3 separate regions of the Ovis canadensis genome follow, and all the other regions are linked to region 2. The links are chromatin contacts, called in public Hi-C maps. All regions are on one chromosome and are shown on one strand. The core of a region is the stretch at or near the end of the contact, and the rest is flanking DNA. Distances in the headings are between cores, read along the strand shown. Region 1 has its middle 97 kb from the start of IRF2BP2. Region 2 holds the start of IRF2BP2 (interferon regulatory factor 2 binding protein 2). Region 3 has its middle 21 kb from the start of TARBP1.

Evidence for each region. A called contact is a pair of places that touch in the nucleus more often than the background predicts.
Region 1: a Hi-C map of fibroblasts shows a contact between it and region 2, with 3 times the contacts expected there. The contact joins the enhancer-like site here to the promoter of IRF2BP2 in region 2. A contact is called at or near these places in 2 of 2 Hi-C or Micro-C datasets (fibroblasts and lung).
Region 3: a Hi-C map of lung shows a contact between it and region 2, with 3 times the contacts expected there. The contact joins the enhancer-like site here to the promoter of IRF2BP2 in region 2. A contact is called at or near these places in 2 of 2 Hi-C or Micro-C datasets (fibroblasts and lung).

The regions. Positions count from the first base shown.
Region 1 is chr25:25,255,681-25,258,380 of ARS-UI_OviCan_v2, forward strand. No RefSeq gene overlaps it. Among named protein-coding and RNA genes, the nearest start is that of IRF2BP2, 97 kb to the left of the region's middle. Within about 2 kb of position 1,346, the one cell type or tissue checked has open chromatin away from gene starts, as enhancers often do. A contact at or near this core is called in fibroblasts, where this site is marked.
Region 2 is chr25:25,158,287-25,160,986 of ARS-UI_OviCan_v2, forward strand. IRF2BP2 (interferon regulatory factor 2 binding protein 2) reads right to left here and starts at 1,438. Exons shown (of 2, transcript XM_069572380.1): 1 at 1-1,438. The coding sequence starts at 589.
Region 3 is chr25:25,047,526-25,050,242 of ARS-UI_OviCan_v2, forward strand. No RefSeq gene overlaps it. Among named protein-coding and RNA genes, the nearest start is that of TARBP1, 21 kb to the left of the region's middle. Within about 2 kb of position 1,261, the one cell type or tissue checked has open chromatin away from gene starts, as enhancers often do. A contact at or near this core is called in fibroblasts, where this site is marked.

The DNA of each region.
Region 1 (2,700 bases), core at 96-2,595, 97 kb after region 2:
GGATCTGAACTTGAATTCACCTAGTAGAAGGTGAATTGTTATTTTAGATAGTCCTTGAGACACCACCAACAATCCAGAAATGAATTTGCACTGAGATTCCTCTTAAAAGATTTCATTAAAAGTGAAAAAAAAAAAAAAACCACAAATGGAGAACACCCAAGGAAGCCCACCGACCTGCCGAAAGAGGACAGAGGAGTCCAGCCCCAGCTCCTCGTGCCAATAGATCTGATTCTGCCTATTTAATCATCAAAAGAGGGGGAACCCTCTCCTCTGCAAAAGCCAGCCTGCCCCACCCACAGGCGGGGGAGCCTCCCTGCAGACCTAGGATGCTGGCGAGTGTCTGGTAGTAGGAAGTTGTCTGCACCCTGCCCCTGCGTGGCCATAATGAGCCCGTTTCAATTGAAATGAGATCAATACTACTCATTTTTTTCTTGCTGGCTCCCGAGTGATTCATGAATCTGAAAACTAGTTCATGAATCAGAGTTGGGGGCGGGGGGCAGGGCGGGGGCGGGGGAACATTTGTGCAGTCAGCGAACCTCGATTCCTTTCATGAACCCAGACATTAGTTGCATAACGCTTGCCTGCCTCCTGGTTGAAACCAGCCTTTTCGGAAGCAGCTTTTGGCTTCTACTTGTTCACCTATTCTCTTTCTTGAAAGGGAAAGAATGACCCTAGGTGCTGCTTGTGTGTGTGTCTGTCTCTCTCGGGGGGGTATCTCCATACCCTTTGTCTGTGTAGCCCAGTGGGTGTGTGTGCCTGTGGGTGTGCGCATGCAATAGTCTTTGTGTGCACATCGTGTGTTTGTGCGTGTGTGTGTGTGAACCAGCAATGTATGACTAGCCGCGGGCCCTTTAAACCTGAATGGCAGCCAAGTTCATTTCTCAGCGGTGCTTCGTAAGGAAGCACGAGATGGGGCAGTTGGAAACCACAGCCCTGCGAGTGCTGATTACAGCCTGCGAAGGAAAATGAGATTTTTATCTCACAGGAATTCAGTTATAAAAATAAAATACAACGTCTGGCTTGATTCAGCGAAATGGACAAGCGCCGGGGCGTGTGTGCATTTCACAGAGATGCCGGACAAGAGGCATGACCTCAAACAGTGCGCTTCGAGCAAGTCAGAGGAGGTTGGGGGGGCGGCTACAGGAAGGAAGTGGGAGTGGAGGTGTGTGTGTGAGAGAGAGATGGAGGGAGAGAGGGGGGTGGGAGGAGAGAGAGAGAAAAACCACCCTGCTGGCAAATGAGTGCAGCAAGGATGATGTCATTGGAAACAGTTGGAGGAGAGGGAAGAAAAACAACTCAGAGCTGGGCTAATCCTGTTTGCTGCCCTGAAGGGAATGGAAGGCAGCCAAGGCAGGGAGTTCTGGGAAAGCATATAAGGGTGCCAAACAGGCTTTGCCGCCAACATTAGGAACTGACAGCTTTGTTCTTTGTGACTTGGCTGCCCGCCAGAGGCCTCATTTCAGCTCTGCAGCATGATTACCCTGGACGGCCGCCAGCCCTGCGCTGAGAGCTCCTTTTCTTCTCCCCGAGCTTTTTTTTTTTTTTTTCCCCTCCTTCCCTTTGCCAAACATGCAGCAGTCACCATGGCAGTCGAAAGTAAAGTTTAAAAAAAAACACAACAAAGTAGGGAGGCACGCCTTCACCCAGATGTGCCAAGAAGCAGAGAGAAAAGGCAGTTAACCTAGTCGTCGGGCCTCTGACTGCAGGAGAGAACACGGAGGCTGACTGTCAAGCCCCGGGGAGGCGACTCCAGGATAAACAGAGAGGACCTGGCCTGGCTGTTGACAGAGAGGGGCTGGCTCCCAGGCTCTGTTTGCCTTCTCTTTCTCTCTCCCTTTTCCTGAGGCATTGTGGAGTGCGTCATGTGAAACGGAAAATGTCATGATTTCCACTGGGAATGTGTCCACGGTTCTGAGAAAGCTCCAGAAACCCCGGTCCACCAGGCACTGAGGGGAGCAGGAAGGCGGGGAGAGGGTGTGGACAGTCACAGTGGCCCCCCAGTCACCGAGGCGAACCCGGGGTGGGCAGGTGGCCAGCGGCCACGGCTGAGGGGCTCTGCTGGTGGCTGTGCTGGGCGCCGGGGTGTTGCAGGGGAGGGCACTGGGGGATTTGGTGCACTTGGGACCCCAGCCCCCAGAGTCCCAGAGGGAACCCAAAAGCCACGGCTGATCCTTTGCGCCACTTGGAGGAAACCCACGGTTTTGCTTTACAAGGGGACTCTGTGATGAGTCCGGTGCCGCTATTTTTAACCAGGGTCATTTCCCACCTGCTTGGAAAGTGGAACATCTCCTGGGAGGCGACACATCGTGACCATCGGCAAGTCTCCAGGCAGAGAGCTGCCAGGTTACATACGAGTGGGACTTGGTTGCCAGCCACCACCCCCCGCCCTGCCCAGAGCAGAATCTGACATCCCCACCCCCAGATGCTGGGAAGGGCCTCTTCTGGTTCTAGAAGTTTCTGCCACAAGGAGCAACTTGGCTGTTTCCTGGCTCCTTTATTTGGAAGAAGGCAAGGCCACAGCAGGGGCTGCTCTCACGGGCCTGCGGAGACCTCACTGTGAAACAGCTGATCATTTCCTTCCGATGCCCGCCCCATCCCAACTCCAGACCCTCTGAAAGGGGCATTCACTTTCAGGAGCACGCGTGACCACCTCCTCGGTCCAGGGATGGAAGCAAAGGTGTTTAGGAGGATACAGCCCAA
Region 2 (2,700 bases), core at 188-2,687:
CCGAGCCGTTCATGAGCGGCACCAGGGTGGGCGGCACGGCGTGGCCGCGCCGCGGGTTCGGGCTCTGGCGGTTCAGCTCCGGCGGCTCCTCCAGCTTGGAGAAACCGTTGGGCACCAGGATGCCGTTCACAGGCGGCGGCTGCGGCGTCGGCGGCTGGGCCAGGGCGGCGGCCGGGCGGCTGCCGCCGAAGTCGGAGCCCAGGCGCGGGGGCCGCTCGGCTGCGGCGGCCGCCAGAGGGTAGCGCTCCAAGGCCTGAGGAGCGCGCGGGGCGGCCTCAGGGCCGCCGTGGCCGAGCTGCTGCTGCTGCTGCAGGAGAAGGTCCTTGGCCGAGAGCGGCGGCGGCTTAGCGGCGGCCGGGGCCGCGGCGCCGGGCGGGGAGCGGCCCTCCGGGAAGCAGCCGTGCGCCCGCTTGAGCTGCCGCGCCGTCTCGATGACGAACTCGACGCGGTCGGCGCCCTCGTAGTTGACGCAGCCGCGGCACACGGGCTCGGTGAAGTCCCAGATCATGGCCCAGGGCATGCGGGGCAGGTCACACAGGTAGCACGACTGCCGCCGAGACGCGGCGGCCACCGCCACAGCCGCGGCCATGTCCGAGGAGCCCGCGGCGCCGGAGGAGGAGGAGGAGGCGGAGGAGGAGGGGGCGCCGCCGCTACCCGCCGGCACCACGCGCGCCCTCCTCCCCCCCCAACCCCGCGTCTCCCCGACCAGCGGCGGCGGCGGCCGCAGAGGCGGCGGCGGCGGCGGCAAAGCCCGCGAAGGCTCGGCGCCCGCGCAGCGCCCCCGATGCACGAGGGGCGGCGGGCGCGGGGCGAGGGGCTGCAGCCGCGGCAGCACGTCCCCCCGGCCGGCGCGGGCTCGGGCGGGCGGCGGGGCGGCGCGGCGCGGCGGGCGCGGCGGCGGCGGCGGCGGCGGGGGCTCGGCTGGAGCCGCGGCTGGCCTCCAGACCGGGGCGAAGACGGGCCGCGCGGACGCGGGGGAGCGCAGCAGGTCGCGGCGGCAGCTGGCGCGGAGTGCGGGGCGGGGGGCGGGGAGGTTGGGGGGGCGGGGGGCGGGGGGCGGCCGCCGGGGCAGGCTCAGCCCGAGCGGCGGGGCATGCCGCGCCGGGGCGGCGGCGGCGGCGGCGGCGGCGGCCGGGCGGCGCGGAGCTCGGACGCGGCGCGGACCCCGGGTCGCTCCGCTGCTCTCTCACAGCTCCTGGCGTCGCCGCTCTCCAGCGCCCGCGTCAGCGCCCAGCCCGCCTCAGCTCCGCCGCCGCCGTCGCTGCTGCTGCTGCCGCCGCGGCCGCTCCACTTCTACAGACTTGATTCTTCGACAGCCTCGCAAGGCGCCTGCGCGGGCCCCCTCCCCTCGCGCGCGCGCCCGCCCTCCCCCGCGCCCTCGCCCTCCCCCTCCCCCCGCCGCAGAACGGGCGCTGCTGGGAGAGCCGGCTCCTCTGTGCCCGCCCTCCCGTCCGCGCCGCGGCCTGTGTCCCCGACGTGAACGCGTGGCTGGCGCAGCTTGTTTCCCTGCACCCGCTCCGCTGCCTAGACCACTCGAGCCGAGTTCCCTCTCCTCCAGATCCGTTTAGAGCAAACCGTGTAAAACTCGTGTTTTGAAAAGCAAGGCCACTTTGTAACTTGGTTCTGTCCGTTTTTAAACATCTTTTAAGGAGCTTTATTTGAACTCTTCGGCAAGCGCTTTTACACTCGCATGGGTCTTGGGGAGGACACAGGCGCCGCCGGTCCCCTGAAGTTTTACTAAAAGAGGGCGTGCTCTCAGGCTTAGGATCGAGTCCACCCGCCGCTTCTCGGAGCCCTTCCGGGAGGGAGCGGCAGCACCGCGCGATGCACCCCGCGCTCCCTCCCGGCCGGCCCTCGCTATAGCGCGGGGGTCCCGGCCACCTGGCGCAGGTTCGCGCGGCAGCCGCGTGACGTGGGCGCGGGGCCGCGGGCCGCGTGCGCCGCCGCCGCCGAGTGCGCACGCTCCGCGCAGACGTGACTCGGCGCCGCTGGCACTGGCGGCTCCATTGAACGAATGCACATTCCAGGGATCCGGGGTCAGCGGCCAAAGAGGCCGCGTCACCGCGCAGGCTCCGCCCCCCCGCCGGCGACTCTAGGCCTCCAGGCCCCGTCCACGGGGCCAAACTTGGACTCCAGGTGGCGCGGGGCGCGGGCACGAGCGGCGGTGGGGTCCGCGCGCGCTTGGGGGTGAGCGGCAGGCTGGCCTGCGGGTCGCGCGGACCCGGCAGATCTCAGCCATTCCCGGCCCCGCTGGGTGGGCAGGGCCGACCTCGAGCCCACCACACCGCCCAGGATGGGCTTAGGTGGGTGCAAACCCGCCTGGCGCGAAGGCGACATGTGGGTGCAGAGCCAGCCAGTCTCGCCGCGTTCTGCCACCGTTGGCAGCCACAGGCTGTGCCCAGACTGAATTGAGCACTTGAGTTTCACACTTTTATCGGGAGGAGGAGCTGGCGTGTGTTATGGTAAATCACTTTTGGCTGGTCGTTAGTCTTTCTGACTAATAGACGCGGGCTTAGTCACTCTCAGTTGGGACCTTTACACTTCAGCTCTGGAAGGGCGGCCTCCCGAGCTTCCTTTGTTGGAAAACAGGCCCACCTCTCTCCCTGAGACTGGAATGAGCTGGTTAAGTGTGGGAAGAACAGGGTACTAATTATATTATCTTCCCTACAACTGGATTGGTAGGTGGAGAGAGAAAAAAAT
Region 3 (2,717 bases), core at 11-2,510, 110 kb before region 2:
TTTAGAACACCTGGCCCTTGGTGTCTTCCTTCGGGATCCCCTATGATCACTCCCAACAGAATTTAAAAGCCCACAGTATACTCCTTTAATGGGAATACCAGACCACCTTATCTGCCTCCTGAGAAACCTGTATGCAGGTCAAGAAGCAACAGTTAGAACTGGACACGGAACAACAGACTGGTTCAAAATTGGGAAAGGAGTACATCAAGGCTGTATACTGTCACCCTGCTTATTTAGCTTATATGCAGAGTACATCATGAGAAATGCTGGGCTGTAGGAAGCACAAGCTGGAATCAAGATTGCCAGGAGAAATATCAATAACCTCAGACATGCAGATGACACCACCCTTATGGCAGAAAGCGAAGAACTAAAGAGCCTCTTGATGAAAGTGAAAGAGGAGAGTGAAAAAGTTGGCTTAAAACTCAACATTAAGAAGACAAAGATCATGGCGTCCAGTCCCAACACTTCATGGCAAATAGATGGGGAAACAATGGAAACAGTGAGAGACTTTATTTTCTTTGGCTCCAAAATCACTGCAGATGGTGATTGCAGCCATGAAATTAAAAGACACTTGCTCTTTGGAAGAAAAGCTCTGACCAACCTAGACAGCATATTAAAAAGCAGAGACATTACTTTGCCAACAAAGGGTCCTTTATTCAAAGCTATGGTCTTTCCAGTAGTCATGTATGGGTGTGAGAGCTGGACTATAAAGAAGGCTGAGTGTCAAAGAAACAATGCTTTTGAATTGTGGTGCTGGAGAAGACGCTTTAGAATCCCTCGAACTGCAAGGAGCTCAAATCAGTCAATCCTAAAGGAAACCAACCCTGAATATTCATTGGAAGTACTGATGCTGAAGCTGAAGCTCCAATACTTGGCCACCTCGTTAGAAAAGATCCTGCTGGTGGAAAAGATTGAAGGCAGAAGAAGAAGGGGACAACAGAGTACGAGATGGTTGGATGGTATCACCAACTCAATGGACATGAATTTGAGGAAGCTCTGGGAGATGGTAAAGGACAGGGAAGCCTGGCGTGCTGCAGTCCAAGGGGTCGCAAATAGCTGGACACGACTGAGCAACTGAACAAAATTGCTCCTTCCGTGAAATGACTGCAGATCAATGGTGTAAAAGCCCGGATGGTGCACGCAATGTCACCTCCTGGCCACCAGATGGCGCGCGGCATCCACAGTGCACTTGCGCGGCCTCTGCCTGCCCCAGCGCTGGCCCGGGGCCCAGAGGAAATGTGTTTGTGTGTCTCCTCTTAGGGAGCGCCCTGCAACGTTTTTACACTTTAGAAAGCTCATCGGCAGAGGAGCATGTGAAACGGCACACGGCACAGCTGTGCTCTTCCTGTCCTGTCCCTGGCGGGGACACGTCAGCAGCATTTCCCCTTGTCTGTAGAATTTTGGAGCCTTCTTGCCCATTTGTTCTCAGAACTGGAGCTAGACGCGGGGAGGACTTTGCTTCCATTTTGAAACCCACAATCCTGCTGGGAAAGAAGAGGAAAAAAATATCCCAAGATTGTGTATGAGGGCAGGCACGTTGCTGGCGTGAAAACAAACTGCCAAAACTTTGTTACTCTGGTATTCTGTCAGCTAACACAGTGGGGTGGAAGATTTCGACGTCATCCCAGACCTCAGCCCCGAAGAGTTAATGATGTTACTCATGCCACTGGGGCCAGGAAGAAAGACTCGCATTTTTGGGTGGTTGCTGCTTGCCCAGAGCTGTGGAATGAGCTGTGAGGCTGAAGGCCAAGGGACTTGGGCCACCCATGCAGTGAAATAATCCCCCAGAAATGCGCTGCCTGGAGTGGAAATGAACAGTCATTCCAGGGCATTTACTAAATATTACGGACAGTCATTCAGGCTACAGTTGGTTGGACTCTCACCACTGCAAATCTCACATTTGGGATACATTACGCAGATACCAGGAAATAATCGAAATCAAACAATGGTCAAGTTCTGGGTCATAAGCAGTGAGGCCTCTTCTTATTTTCTGTTCCAATAGCAATGTATAATTAATAACCTAGTTTTTGACTGGAAGGAATATTTCAATACATGGGTGATGCTTTCAGAAGGGCCTCAGCGAGTCACTTTTTATTTCCTTCTTTCTTTGTCTTTCTGAAGTAGGGCCCTGGAAGGGAAGACAAAGGCAATATTCAAATATGACCTACATTTTTGACCCAATCAGAAACTTGTGTGAATCAAGACAAGCAAAACCTTGGCACCTACTCTTTGTCTGGCACCCTGTCCCATGTCTGAAAAGTACTTTATTATTTCATCTTCCTGACAACGACTTAGTATTTGGCATTGCCTCAGGTTTTCAGATGAGAAATCTGAGCTCAGAGAGGTTAAGTAGCTCGCCAGAAGTCACACAGCCAGTAAATGTGAGAGCTAGAAAATAGACACAGGTATTTTGAACTTGAAGGCCTGGGTTTGTTCTCCTTTGTCAAGGCATTTCATTGACTCACAGAACCTTTGAGTTGGGAGAAGTTTGGGAGGTCATTTAGATAAACCCTCTAAATCATGCAATAATCCCTTCCCCACTGTTCACTATAATTGTAAATGTAAATGTGCCTGGAATCAAAAGCTGAAGCTTAGAAAGAAAGAAGAGCAAGACTTCAGAATGCAGACAGAGGGCCTAAATAAATGAAATAGATTTTGTTTCAATTTTATTTAAATATTTTAAAAAATGGATAATACATACAAGTGGGATGGTCATA